Regions from separate parts of the Mus musculus genome. Here region 2 is linked to region 1. A link is a contact called in public promoter capture Hi-C data. All regions are on one chromosome and are shown on one strand. The core of a region is the stretch at or near the end of the contact, and the rest is flanking DNA. Distances in the headings are between cores, read along the strand shown.

The links. Promoter capture Hi-C pulls out the DNA fragments that hold promoters and counts their contacts.
Region 2: a contact with region 1 is called in a promoter capture Hi-C map of trophoblast stem cells, with 4 times the contacts expected there. The contact joins two enhancer-like sites. A contact is called at or near these places in 27 of 39 promoter capture datasets (the 3T3-L1 cell line, 3T3-L1-derived adipocytes, the C10 cell line and 15 more), 4 of 15 datasets of contacts at CTCF or cohesin (the G1E-ER4 cell line, embryonic stem cells, pro-B cells and 1 more), 71 of 484 Hi-C or Micro-C datasets (the AML12 cell line, the C10 cell line, the C2C12 cell line and 48 more), 17 of 115 datasets of contacts at active chromatin or transcription factors (DN3 thymocytes, the HPC-7 cell line, the SCID.adh cell line and 14 more) and 4 of 9 other capture datasets (adipose tissue, liver, macrophages and 1 more).

The regions. Positions count from the first base shown.
Region 1 is chr8:122,690,220-122,697,448 of GRCm38.p6, reverse strand. It overlaps a transcript of Cbfa2t3 not described here. Among named protein-coding and RNA genes, the nearest start is that of Gm10612, 4.0 kb to the left of the region's middle. Within about 2 kb of position 3,123, at least 7 of the 459 cell types and tissues checked have an H3K27ac peak or open chromatin away from gene starts, as enhancers often do. A contact at or near this core is called in the G1E-ER4 cell line and trophoblast stem cells, where this site is marked.
Region 2 is chr8:122,826,687-122,833,915 of GRCm38.p6, reverse strand. Gm35466 (a long non-coding RNA gene) reads right to left here. Exons shown (of 3, transcript XR_388150.3): 1 at 4,733-7,229. Among named protein-coding and RNA genes, the nearest start is that of Gm35466, 6.9 kb to the right of the region's middle. Within about 2 kb of position 3,330, at least 33 of the 459 cell types and tissues checked have an H3K27ac peak or open chromatin away from gene starts, as enhancers often do. A contact at or near this core is called in the G1E-ER4 cell line and trophoblast stem cells, where this site is marked.

The sequences.
Region 1 (7,229 bases), core at 1,874-4,373:
TGCCAGAAATCAACACCAGAGGCAGCATAAAGCTGAGCCACTTTGGCAGGTTTAGATGACTGTAACCCTCCAGGAATCTGAAAATCTTGGAGACAGAACATGGGTTAATTGGCTTTGTTGATTGCCAACAACCTTTGCCCTACAAAGCCAGTACATACCGAACACCGTAAGCTGGGTTCACCGTTAACAGCAACAGAGTAGGACTCTGCTGTGAGCTGAGGCATGCCAGGCTATGGGTGAGGTGGATAGCCAGGGCATGGACTTTCATCATCCCTGTGACAGAGAAAGGAACAAGGGGTCAGCACTGCACAAAGCCACCCCACTCCTTGGAATGCTGGTGTGGTATTCCTGTCTACTGCAGACCCCAGAGTGCCGCGGGGCAGAAGCAGGTCAGGTAGAGTGTTCACAGTCTTGTGTTTATTAGGCATCTATTGTGGGCACTATTCATAGCAGGGCACTGTAGGTCTTGGAGGTTTGATTGGATGGTGGCTTGCTTCCCAGGAGTGGGGCCAGGAGGGTGCCGCATACTGAGGGAGACCTTGAACACTACCCACAGACATTGTAGGCTGGAGGATCCAGATGGATGTATCCCCTTAAGCCAAGCTTGCTGGTGTGGCCTTAGAGAAACATGGGGCCCAGTTCGTCAAGCAGGAGGTAGAGAGTGCCACTTGGTGCAGGAGCCCAAGCGGAGGCAGGAGGGACAAGGTAGAGACAGATATCTCAGCCCAGACTGAAGTTCTGAGCCCAACCCTGGGCTAGCTAGATTCTACTAAGTATTCCCTCCTCCCTCCTCTCCCCTGACCCCTCTCTGTCTCCTCTCTCCCTCTCCCTGTTCTCTTCCCTCCTCCTCCCACCAGTCCCACCACTGAGCTTGAATGTTCATGGGGCCCTTCCACGTGCATAGATTCCACTAACCCTGAATAGAAATTACTCCAGAGAAACACTGGGTCTCTTGTAGTTGTTTTTATAGGTCTGTCCATATGTGTTAGAGATCATGTCACCCAGCACACATGCACAGGTTCTGTGCCGATGTTGGGCCATTTTGTAGGAATGACTTGGGGGCCACGCCTTTTGGTGTCATGGTGCAGCCAGCCCTGGAATCATTCCCTGTGTTAACTAGAGATGAATGGGGAGCTGACACAGTGGGTTTCCAGGGGGGGTCTCTCACAGGCAGGGACCAGGCTGTCGGAGGGTTGCTCACACCTCCACTAGAGCATCCAGCCTGCCTCTTCCAGCTCCTGCTGGATCTAGGCACCCCTCATCTATGGCAGCCTTGCCCACCCTGTCTGCATCCTTCTAAGGCTGCCTTTCTGGCAAGGACACTGATCCTGGGATTTCAGTCATTTTAGGTCTGGTGCAGGATGGAGGGAGGGTGCTGTCCAGGTCTGCTGTGCACGGCAACTGCCACTTACAGGAAACCAGAGCCTTACTTTCATGGCTGATCCCATGGGTTCCGGCCGCCAGGGGCACAGAGGACATCCCAGGGCAGCCACAGTAAAGACCAGCATAGAAGCCCACGAGTACTTCCACTTCACACTTAGCCTCCATGTAGGCTGCCTGGCCTCTGTGCTTGTTGGTGGGACCAGCTTTGCCAGGGATGTGACTCACAGAGGAGGCAGGCTCCCAACGGATGAGAGAAGACTAATGTGGGAGAAAAATGTCTGAGGTGACATGTCCCAGAAAGCAGAACTGTGGGCCTCATGGGAGTTTGCAGACAGCTAACAGTGACCTTTGGCCCTGGTCTGATGGAATGATGGTGACCTTTGGCCTAAATCTGTGTGAGTGACTGTGATCTCTCACCCACATCTGCTTGAAATGAGGTGACCTCTGACGATTTCTGTGTGAGGTGACAGTGACCTCTGACCGGTATCTGCTTCAGGGGATGGTGGCTTCTGACTCAAGTTTGTATGATGTGAAGATGACCTCTGACCCATGTTGTGCCAAAACACCTTCATAGAGACCTTCCTGTTAGGCTCGCCAGCTCTGATCCTGGGCTGTGACCTTGAGCTCCACCCTCAACCTCCAGCCCCTCTCCTTCCTGACTCAGGCCTGGTGTGCTCAGAAGCCTGAAGCAATAGGTTGTGGCCTGTCCTGCCTCCACGTCTACCTCTGTCTTGCTGGCCACATGGTCTCAGGAGCTTCTTTCTGTGTGAGGTTGTGTCTTGAGAGACAGCAGAAGATGATACAGAGGCTCCCAAGAGCACCCAGCATGCTTTGCTGAGCCTGCAGCCTAGATTTAGGGGCACGTGGGTTCAAGTGCAAGGATCTCTGCTGCGGTAAAAGACATAGCCCCACAAGCTCAGCCCTGGAGTGAAAGGACCAGCTGTGGAGCCTTGGTCATCCCTTGGTCCTATCTGGAAGACACACACACACACACACACACACACACACACAGAGAGAGAGAGAGAGAGAGAGAGAGAGAGAGAGAGAGAGAGAGAGACCATCATGAGGGACAGTTTGCAAAAGTCAGGCAGATAGAGGAAGGCAGAGACCCCAGCATGGGCAGAAGAGAATATGGAGGCTAAGTAGGGGTCACCACCAGACCTCTTGTTCCTCTTGCTGTCACGATGGACAGTGTCCCCATCCACTCACACAGAGTCCAGGTAAGGCAAGGTAAATGCTACTGCTGTAAGCCCTAACGTTCTCTCCTCCCACCCTGGGGACAAGAAGACAGTTCCTCCTGGGAGATAGCCTGTCATCCCCATACCACATACCATCTTCATCAGTAAGACAAAGATAAGAGGCCAGGAAGATTGAGATCTGAGTAGGGTGTGTGCAGTCCAGGCCAGCTTCCTAGAGACAGTGTCCCCGGGGGTGGGGGTGGGGGTGGGATGGGGGAAGCTGCAAGCTACTCCTCAGGCAAGGGCAACTTTCGGTTCTTCCTGTAGGTTACGCTGAAAGCTTGGTGGGCGTGCTAGCCTAGATAAGCCCCTGGTCTCTGATCCCTGAGGGAATGCCTGACCTGCTCCTTCTAGAACTGCCCACCACCTCAGTGGGGGAAGCCAGGAGAGGAGAGAAAGTGGTCTCTCTGAAAGTGATCTACCCACCCATCCCTGGGAGTAGTATAGGCCTGGAGGTGTGGCCAGCATGGTGAATTCTCCATGAAGTTCCCAGATGCAGGTCTACCCAGCCCAGGAGGATAACTCAGAGGACAGGAATCATGCCCAGGGAGGCTCTAGCCACTCTCTTAACTGAGCAAAGTTGCTGGCTATCTACTGAAAGGATGATGGATCTGATGAACACAGGCTCCCTCAGGGTGCGCCCTGGCTCCATGGCCCTGACTGTCTAGCTTATTCCTCCCTCCCGTGCTGTGGGGCCTCTGGCCATCTGGCTGCTTTGCAAACGCCCAGGGCCTTTGCACTGTCTTCCAGCAGCTGGACCTTGCAGTTCCTCCACCCAACCAGCCCCGTGGCGTTTCCTAAATTCATCTGTGGCATCTCGTCTGTCCCTCTCGGTTGCATTGGGCTCCATAAGGCTGGGTCTCAGGCCATCCAGACCAACAGAAGGGCGTGCCTAGCACTGCAAAGGAAGGGGAGTGTCCGTGGAGATATACAGCCAGAAAAAGCCAGGATGCAAGTTCACAAAGCATAGCTTAGTCTGTGAGTATCCCTAGATGCAGGAGGCAGATGTCACCAGGAGCTACAATGCAAGTCAAGAGAAAGAGAGAGAATGGCTTCTTGGTCATGGATGCAGGGATGTACCTTCTGCTGTGTCTGCTGTTGGCTTCTGGCCTCCTCACAAGATCAGAGCAAGCTAGCCTAGATTCCAGCTGAGACAGAGCCGGGAGGCACATTGAACCTCCTAGGAAGGAGGTCCCAACATCCACCAAGGCAAAGGGACAGGGGACACAGTAGCCTCTTCCAATGGAGGGACATCTCCCCAGAGGGATATAAGGAGCAGCCATGGCACAGAGAACAATGGTGTCCTTTGGCAGCCCAAGAGCCACAGTGGGCTTTAGCTCAAGCTTGGTCCCTCATTTTCCTACCTTCTTATCACCATGTTGCTTACAGAGGAGGACACAGAACGAGCGAGAGGAAGTGTCTGCACGGCTGTGAGCTGACACTAGGCTATCACCTACCCAGCCCATGTTCCTTTCTGGCCACCAGCACACAGAAAGGCCAAGTGACCTTCTCAGACTCAAACAGCAAGTCCTGGCCAGGGTGGGCTCAGGGTCCTCTCTGTGAAGCTCATCTATGAGAAAACATGAAGTGAGGTATAATCTTAGGACAGGGACCCCTTGGCACTGGCTCCTCTGTGTGGGAGTCTGTCTCGGCAGCAGTACACTAAGCTTGGCTCTACAGGGGCTCTGCTTGCTTCTAGAAGACCAAGCATGTCCTGAAACCTGCTGACAGTAATAATAACATTAGCAGCTGATGGTGATAACAGCCATGGGGCACCCCCCCCCCCCCGCCGTAACAGCCTGACCTGTTTGGGAATCTTGTCTTGGTCTTCACTCATTACTGAAGTTCAAGTTTTTTTTTTTTTTCATTTCCCTAGAATGGAGCCCTGGGAGGGACAAGGACCAAAAAGCTTCCTTTCTGTCAGGGGAAGAAGAAACCCCAGAACCTTTTGAGGAGCCCCATGAGGGTAGAGGCAGGCGAACAGAGTTGGTACTAGATCATCGAGCTGAACTCAGGCCTCTTGAAGCCAGGCTTGGCCTAATGATGCAGCCTGTGTCCTAGCTCCATGGGCCAGACTTAGCCCATGTCCCTGGGTCCCCAAGCTTCAGAGTGTCTGCAAAGGGAAAGTCACATCGGCCTATATTCCAGTGAGCCAGGCTTCCCGGTCTGTAGAGTGTGATAGTGGACCAAACTTTAAAGATGGGAATCAGTTGCACCTGCTCCCACACCTGAGGGTGACACAGATGGGGACAAGCCTGCTTAGTGAGTCTGGAGTAGAACGGGGTGAGGAAAGGCCCACCCTGGCACAGGGCCTGGCCCCCTCACCTCAGCCCTATCTCTCCCTCAGCGCTTCCTGCTGTTCCCCAGCTCCCACTCCACCATGACAGATCCTGAATATGTTGGGGAGGAGCCACGAGGCCTTGCCAGAGCCAGGAGGAACTGGGAGTCCGCCCCACCCTCCGACCCAGGTGCATTCTGAGTATCTGGAAAGCCCCGACTCTGGAGGGGGAAAGTGGAAGGCTGGCTGAGGGGGTCAAAAGGCCCTGTGTTGTGTCTATGGTAGCCGCCGCCAGCACCCTTCACTTTAGCCTCTGACCAGTGTCCCTGTGTTCCCAGAACAGCAGGGCCTGCTGGGTGTGTATGGTTCTCCCAGAATCCAGAGTTCCTCAGAAAGTCCTTTGGCACCCCCATGGCCCCAGCTGCTGTCCCCAACTGCTCCATCCTATGACGAGAGAAGGAATATGGCTTCCACAGGGTCCTTCAGGGAAAGGCCCAGATGAGGCGGCTGCTGTGTTTGCCCTGGCCACACCCTGAGGCTTGCCTTCCCAGCTACCTTGTGGCTCTCCATCTGTTCTGCTTGCTCTGTGAAACCTTTCTAATGCTCTTGACATTAGGCAGTCATCCCTGTGTCCAGCCAGTTTTCTCGTTGTAAAATGGGGACAGTAACTGTCTGGCTTTCCCCCAGATCCATGCATCCCAACCAAGTGGGCAGTGGCAGCACCCAGATGGACATAAGAACCGTCTGATGCCCCCATTTCCTCTACAGCAGTTCTCCCAGGCACTGGGGTGTTAACTTGTCACAGGAAGAGCATTATCTCCTTTCTGCTGGTCTGTGCTGGTTCCCATGGAGGCTGCTGGTCCCCGGGGTGGACATGCCACATAAGCCCATGTGTTCTTTCTCTGCTTCCCTGCTGAAAATTGAGCCCCTGACTCTCCCCTATTGCAAAGATGCTCACATAAGGCTGCCCACATCCAAACACGGAGGCCACATCCAGGCCTTTAGCAGAGGCCCAAATCCAAAGTGGCTACCGGTATTGCTCTCAGGGGAAAGAGGCTGGACTCAAAGGGTGGCGATGGGAACAGGAGATATGTCCCTGGTCTTTGTAGCCCTGTAAACCACAGCTCACATTCAGAAGGTATTTATCCAAGCATCCAGTAAAAGTTCTTGGGGATCCTGCAATCCCTGGCCCAGTTCCTCAGACCTGAAGGACTGGGTTCTTGGCATTAAGTGGGCTGCATGCCTCGCGAGGCTGGGCAGGCTGAGCCAAAGTCAGCCTGTCCGGGTGTGGGAGATTCATGGAGGATCCCCAGCTGTGCCAAGCGGGTGGGAGAGGAGCCAAGAGTTCTATGGGCACACAGTCCTATTATCAGGCTCTGCTCACTGGCAGGCTACTCACAGATGTCCTCTGACCCTGCGTGGGGTAACCTACCCTGGTACCCTGCTAGTCAACAGCTCCTGGCTAAGGCACTTCAGGGAGACCCAGCTAGTGGAGGCGAGACTGCAGGCAAGTGCACACTATGCATAGTGGTCTCTGAGAATCATCTCAGCCCTGCCCCTAAGGCAGACGGAAGAGGAAAGGCTGCTCACTCTACTGCGTGGGTGGCCAAGGGGAATTCTGACCTTTCTGTGGATTCCCTGTGCAGGCCCAAGCCCGTATTTAGCACATGGTCAGTTGGGGAGGGGTTGCCCATTCCAGAAGCCAGTGGTTCTGTGGCACTTTTTAACATTGGGCAGGCGTGGCCTCTAGAGATTACTCGTTTGCATGATTACAAAATGGCCTTGCTTAGTTTGGTCACACAAGAACTTCGGCTGTTTCTCTCTGGGTGGACAGCAATGACCCAGGGTATGAAGTTCTCATGGGTGAGTTAGGCTTGTAAATTCACCATTGAGTCATACAGGTCAAGGTCAGAGCCTCTCACTCGACACGCAAAGGCACGCACCGGCAAGTGCCACACACCACATAGGAGATATGGCAAGATCAAAGCAGCAGCACACAGGGACTGATATCCAGGTCAGCATCGTGTGACAAGTACTGTTCTGAACCAGTGGCTGGACAGAGGGCCTTGGTGAGGGTGCTCTGTGAAGAATGGGCAGAAGAGTGGATGTATGTTTGATGTATGTATGATGTGTGTATAAATATGTACAGAGGATGGAGAGACGGATGGTGGACAGATGGTAGAGGATGATGGTGTGGATGGGTAGTTGATAATGATTGTATAGATGAATAGGTAGATGGACAGAGGATGATAGATGAGTGTGTAGATGGATGGTTTGATGATGGATGGGATGGATGGATGATGGATGGATGGATGGATGGATGGATGGAT
Region 2 (7,229 bases), core at 2,081-4,580, 140 kb before region 1:
GTCCCACCCTCAAACTTTTATCACTATAAGCACCTTCCTGAGCGACCCCAAGTCCAGACCTTAACTCTGAAAGCTGGAAGGGAACACGAGATCTCCCCAGCAGCCCTGCCCTGGGTGGGCTGCGCCACAGTCACCCAGTACCATCAAAGAGTTCCAGTTCTATCTACTGAAAACGTCCCTCTTCCTGTACCCAACCCTCGACTTCTTAGCAGGTATTAGGAAAGTCCCACTGACAGACTCTTGACTTGACCCACGAAACAGTAGCCACTAATCGTGTATGGCCACTTGGGTTATGAAAAACTCACACCCTCAATCAAGCCAGACGTAAGTATGTGCATGACCGGTGGATTACATGTTGGATGCAGCTGGGCGTGGTGGCGCACACCTTAAATCCCAGCACTCGGGAGGCAGAGGCAGGCGGATTTCTGAGTTCGAGGCCAGCCTGGTCTACAAAGTGAGTTCCAGGACAGCCAGGGCTATACAGAGAAACCCTGTCTCGAAAAACAAAAAACAAAAACAAACATGTTGGATGCTACAAAGACAGGGGCGTTCCTTTCAACAGAAATCTCTCTCCAGATGTATGAGAGAATCTTCATCCTGTTCTTCAGTCTGGCTCAGTTTTGCTGTTAGATAACACTGCTGCCTTAGCTTGGTGGCCTCTATAATGTTTCATAAAAAGGCTTAAAGACACAATTTTATGATTATGTTTTTTTTAAACCTGGCAACGCTATTTCTTTTTTGCAAAACGTGTGCACCATGTGGCTGGAGATATGGCTCAGCAATTAAGAGCAATCATTGCTCCCGCAGTGGACCTGTATTCAGTTCCAAACACCCACTCCAGTACCAAGGGACCTGACACCGTTTTCTGACCTGCACGGGCTCCTGCATGCATGCGGTAGACATACGTGCCCTCAGATGCACACACACACACATGAACCTTTTCAAAGAACACTGAATGATGACCTAAGCTGAGATGGCAAGAATACCAGGGCAGGACACTCCCTCAGTCGTATTCTACCGTGACCGTGTCTCATCTCAGTGACAGGAGCACACCCTCACGGTCTGATGTGGTTGGCTAATTCATACTCGACACAAAGGGGAGGGGTGTAAAAGCAAGTCAAGTCTGTAGAGAACTTCTAAGAGACGGGCAAACAGGCATGCGCACAGATCGAATGATGGTAGGGTTTAATGGAGTTCTGGCCCTTAGCAGGCTAGCCACCTCTGATCGACAGGGGGAAAGAAGTCCCTAACAATTCCACTGTCTTTATTATACATTCTGGCTGCTGTCCTCCAACCCCATCAGACTCATCCAGCATTCTGAAGTCTGTAGTAGAAGCAAGCTATTGCTCTAAGTGACCGGGGATTGTTTAATTCTGATGACCCTTTGGGCCCCTAGGGCAACGAGTTGCTATTCTAGCTCTTAAACGTGGCTTAAAGTGAGCCTGTCTTCCTAGGGGTGGTCCACAACCAGGTGACTGACCTCTATCCACTAGAACGTTAGCTCCCCATTCAGGCCAGAAATCCTACTCTCTTGACCTTTTTCTCTTTGTAGGCCCTCACTGCTTCTGCAGTACTTATTACCCCCTCTAAAGAGGTGACCCTGGAATCACTTAGGAACCAGATCATTTAGGAACCTCCAAACACTTCTGCCATCTCTGGCCTCTGGCAAGAATGAGGCTGTCAAGAGATCCGAGGACACCTCTGGCAGAGAGATAAACTGGTTACTTTTCTTTGGAGTCTTTTTTTTTTTTTCTCCCCCAAGACAGAGTTTCTCTGGATAGTCTTGCGCTGTTCTGGAACTCACTCTGTAGACCAGGCTGGCCTTGAACTCACAGAGATCCACCCGCTTTTGCCTCCTGAGTGCTGGTACTAAAGGCATGTGCCAGCATTGCCCATTCTTTGGAGTTTTTTCATCACCCCTACTCCTGTCAAGAACTGCCAGAAGGAATTGAGGGAACGCCCACTCTGGCTTCTTCCAGCCGACCAGAGGGCACCAGGTGCAGAAACACCTCTGCAGTGGGCCAACCTCAACCTTAAAATACTCTATCCATTGATTTTATCTGAATGGGTGTTTTGCCTGCATGCCTGTGGCTGGCCTTTAGAGTGACAAGCCCAGCACCTGCATTCAGACCCATCAATAGCCGTGGGGTGGCTGGCATCAAAGTGGAGTCCCTCCACGGTGGCATCTGAAGACTCTCTCCCCATCAGCCTGGCCCTGGTAGGGCCACCTTTCTAGGGCTTGGCCTGTTGGTATCCTGCTTCTGTGATTGGTTCCTGCCTCTTTGGTGCCATGCTGGCTCCTGTGGCAACCCCAGGTGTGTGCCCCCTAGGAATACCGTGTGACCCTCCCTGTCCTGGGCTCCGAGGTCCACAGTGGCTTCCCAGGCAGGCAGTGAGAAGGGTCAGCAGTTTCAGTCCAGGTGAGCTAGGACGAGTCTGGGCAGTTAGACACTGTGCTCTGCCACATGTGTCTCCCTTGGGGAGAACCCAGTTTTATCTCCTTTATGCTCTACACCACAGACAAATCTCACTCGAGTTATTCCCCTATAAATCTTCTATATAAGTCCATGTTCCTGTAAAGGGGGGAGGTATGGGGACAAGCATGGGAAGGGCGGGAGGAAGGAAAGGAAGAACAGAATAGCCACGAGGGCCATCCTGGAGAAGGCCAGCCTGGGCTACACAGTGAGACCTTGTCTCATCCCTTCCCCAATATAATTAACCAATTAATTAAAAATGCACTGGGTCTGAAGGGGTCGTATAGGAAGCTACTCAAGAGGCAGAGACAGGAGGATTACTAGCCTGGGCAACTTAGATACTGTGTCAAATTAAACTAACAAAGGGCTGGGGCCTTGTCAGTGGTAGAGAAGACTAGCCCAGTGCACATGAGACCCTGGGTTCACCAGCAGGAAAAAAAAGTGTGGAACATTTCAGATCTACACACAGAGAGGCTGGGTGGAACAGGCAGGAACCAGTAGACTGGCTGCTGCTACCCCTGCAGGCTCCTGTGTCCCCGAGGGCTGCCAGTCCCAGTGCCACAGGGGCTAGGACAGGTTGCTGGGATGTTGGCTTCGGAGCTCCAAACCTCTGGCTTTGCGTATAATCACCGTCTCCCCAGCTCTGGTACCGGCTGAATAAGCCCTCCCACCAGATGGGGCACCTATGCAGTCAGAGCCCAGCCTTGAGCTTGCTTGGCTTCCCGTGTGCCCTAGCTGGGGCCAGAAAAGTCCACAAATTATAACTGGCTTCTTCACTCAGTATCTGCTCAGGAGACAGCCTCAACTCAGAGGTTCCTGCCATGCCCACTAGCAGCAGCAGGGGGCAGTGTGGCTCCAGGGACACAGTAGAGGAAGTATCTGGTCCTGTGGCTTCCCCTGTCATTAGACCAGGGCTGAGCGGTTGGGGATGGGCTCTTTCATGTGCTGTCTCCACCTGAGTCACACTTGCCCCCCTAAGTTTCAGGCACGGAGGCCCCACATCTGCCCTGTGGCCCTTGCTTATGGATCTGCCTAACCTGATCTTCCTGCTCCATCAGCTCCAGTCCAGAGTCTTTCTTCTGACACAGGTAACCTGGCCGTGTAGGTCAGTCCCCTGTCTTACTGTGATCTAACTGTAATGTGGCAGGGTGTGTGTGTGTGTGTGTGTGTGTGTGTGTGTGAGAGAGAGAGAGAGAGAGAGAGAGAGGGAGAGAGAGAGAGAGAGAGAAAGAGAGAGAGAGAGAGAGAGAGAGAGAGAGAGAGAGAGAATGAGAGATCTGGAAGCCAGTACAGGCAAGCAAACAAACCATGAGCCAGGTCAGAGGTGTCTGGTGAGCAGGGTTAGCCTCCAAAGAGACACAGGTTTTTGTTTTGTTTTGTTGGGGTGGCGGGGGTGGCACACTTTCCCTGTGTAGCCCTGGCTGTCCTGGAATGCTCTCTGTAGACCAGGTTGGCCTCAAATTCACAGAGATCCTCCTGCCTCTGCTTCTGGGTGGTTGGACTAAAGGTGTGTGCCACTACCACTTGGCTAAGGGACATAGTTTTGTTTGTTTGTTTGTTTGTTTGTTTTTCGAGACAGGGTTCCTCTGTGTAGCCCTGGCTGTCCTGGAACTCACTCTGTAGACCAGGCTGGCCTCCAACTCAGAAATCCACCTGCCTCTGCCTCCCAAGTGCTGAGACTAAAGGTGTGCACTACCACTGCCCCTCGGGACATAGTTTTATGGTGTTTTTCCTTTGGACCTCCAGGCTGTGTTTCATGGGAAAGTGATCACCAGGAGAGGCGGCTGCCTCTTCATCTCCACCCCTTCCAGCTGTGGCCTGTGGGAGCTGAGCTTGGGTGAGAAACCAGGTCAGCCTCCCTGGGGACAGGTGAGTCATCTTAGACCAGATCCAGAAAGGCAGATGGGAGGTGGGTGGCTTCTTCCCAGCAAGCAGAGCCAGGGGCTGTGAGTCTGGCCCTTAGCAGAGGGGGCCTGCCTCACTTCACAAAAGCCCCTCCCCAGCGAACTACAGGTCTCACTGATGCACAGCTGTGTAGTGGTGGGGCCATTTCAACTTGGAGTGCCTGCCCACTATCCTCACTCCAGGGCCTTCCCTCCCTTATAGCCACTCTGTCCTTCATCCCCTCAGTCTCATGCTGGGGTCAAGGAAGAGAGGGAGAGGACAGGGGTGCAGAGGGCAGGGGTGCAGGGGTGCAGAGGGCAGGGTTGCAGAGGGCAGGGGTGCAGAAGGCAGGGGTGCAGAAGGCAGGTACTTACCCACACCCCTTGGTTTAGCCGGAATTGGTTCTGGTGACTTCCTGGGAGAAGACAGGGTGAGCTGAGAGCCTTGAGTCAGGTTCAGTGGGGCAAGAATAGGACCTAGAGCTGGGGATACCATGGGGTGCACAGTGGCTGAGCTGCTGCTCCCGTGGTTTCCAATCTAGTTAGTGTGTTGGCCATGACAAGGGCCGTGTCCACAGGCAACTGGATCTCATGGGGGCTGCACGGTCAAGGGCTGGAGGCAGCTGGAGCACTGACAGGGGACCTGGGGCAGAGGGTGTCCTGGGGTGGTTATGTTTTCTTAACAGAAGGATTTATTCGGGGCTTAGAGTTTAAGAGGGATAGGAGTCCATCAACAAACATGGCAGGGAGCAGGGCACCAGGCAGGGCACTGGAGCAGCAGCTGGGAGCTTGGTATCCTGAGTCTCTAATGCCAGGATGTTGGAAATGAACTCTGTTCCACAGTGGCCTCTGTAAGTGTCCGCTGCTGTCAGGAAAGTTCAGCGTTGGCTTCCCCTGGGGTGGCCAGGGCACGGCTGGGGTTGAGGGAGGAGAGAACTTGTCTTCTAAAGTAAGAGCTGGGTGGAAAGGCTGGGGGTTAGGCACGGCCCCTTCCTCTGTTTTCCTGCGCTTTCCAGTCCAGTCGCTCTGAGAGTAAAGAACGGGCGGGGGGAGGGGAAGGTGAGGAGCCGAGCTAGAGAGCCCTGTTCCCACTCCATTCTGTACTAGGACTGTTCTCTTCCAGTCAATACCAAGAGGGTTGGTGACAAATTTGGGAGTGAAGAATCTGAAACAGCCAAATAAATCACATTAATGACCATTCAGATAGAATCAGTCAATGGAATCGAACCCATTTGGCTGACGAGACGTCGCTGCCTCCCCTACCCCCAGTCCGGGTGCTTTCCAGCTGGCCTCCTCCAGGGACTCCTGGGATGGCCTCACAGCTTGGAAAGAGGGGGGCCACCTGTGTGTCCTTTTTAGCCACAGAGCTCAGGAGAAAGGCTGAATCCAAGAGGACGATGGGGGACATTGTGTCCCAGGGGCACAATCAGACACAGGCCAGCAGATTCCAGGAAAAGAGTTCACACAGAGCAACATGGGAGCCTCCAGCCAGGTCCAGGGTTCCAGGCTGAGCTGGGTGTGGCTATGAGATCACAGAGACCAAGGATGTGGCTGGTGCTGGGGTCTGGTGAGGAAATGCGCTGGACCACATCTGGGCCTGTACAGCGTCTCTGGTAGGAATGCCAGTGTGCACACCTGCCTGGGCTGCTCACTCCTTGATACATGGCCCTGCTCACTTTAGATGGTTGTTAGGCACACCACCCACCTGCCGGCCACCTCCCACCAACAAGTCACTTTTCTTTCCAAGGCTCTGTATCCAGACCCTCCATACAGGTAGAATGTTCTGGACTCCTCCCTCATCCCTCACACAGCACAGGAATCCGCCCCCAGGCTACTCTCCTTGCCCAATGTCTGCCTCTTGCTCTCCTGTGGGCAGCTGGCCTTTCTAGGTTTGGCTTTGCCATGTCTAGTGTCTTGTTAGAGTTTCTGCTGCCATGAAGAGACACCATGACTGCATCAACTCTACAGGAAAGCACTTAACTGGGGCTGGCTTACAGTCCTGAGGTTTAGTCTGTTGTCATCATGGTGAGAAGCATGGTAGCAGACAAGCAGATGTGGTGCTGGAGAGGCAGTTGAGCATTCTACATTCGGATTGGTGGATCGCAGGAAGAGAGGGAGCCATTGGGCCTGGCTTGAGCTTCTGAAACCTCAAAGTCCACCCTCCTGTGACACACAAGGCCACAACTTCCAATAATGCCACTCCCTGTGAGTCTATGGTAGCCATTTTTATTCAAACTACTACACCTGGCTACAGGTTCTAGGAAAGCACTGGTTTCTCCTCCCCCAAGGGGACACTGGCTAAGTCACTACAGAGTCTCCCTGCCATGCCTGGCTTCTCATTGCTGCTACAAGCAGTGCCAGTCCAGAGCCTCACCACCAGGCTCGCTGTTAGTTAAGGTCATCTTGGGGGCAAGGATAAGGCACTGGCTTTTAGTGGGCTGTGTACCCAGCCAGGATCCAGACTTGACACCTTTGTCTTCTGTGGTCGCATCTTCTCCCAAGGCTGTGCCACATCCCCGCCACCTCCCTGATCCCTGATCCTCAGTCCCTTGCATTGGTACTGCACATCACATGGAAGCTTTTCGGCAGCCTGCCTACTGAGTCCCTGTATCTGGTGGACTTGTGTTCTGAGTGAATGGCCGTGTGTCCTGCAGAGTTGGGGGGTGTCCCAAGAAAGAGAGTTTCATACAGAGAGGGACCAAGAAATGGTTTTGTATAGGATTCCCTCAAAAGGGTGTGCCACCACACGGGGTATTCCTACAAGCACACCAGTTAGGACTTCTGCCAGGCATCTGCCATTCTTTAGGCCTCCAGGACAGGGTGTGCCTTCAGTTGGAATGGTCCTGCTGATAGCTGCAGCTTGGTGGTGGGG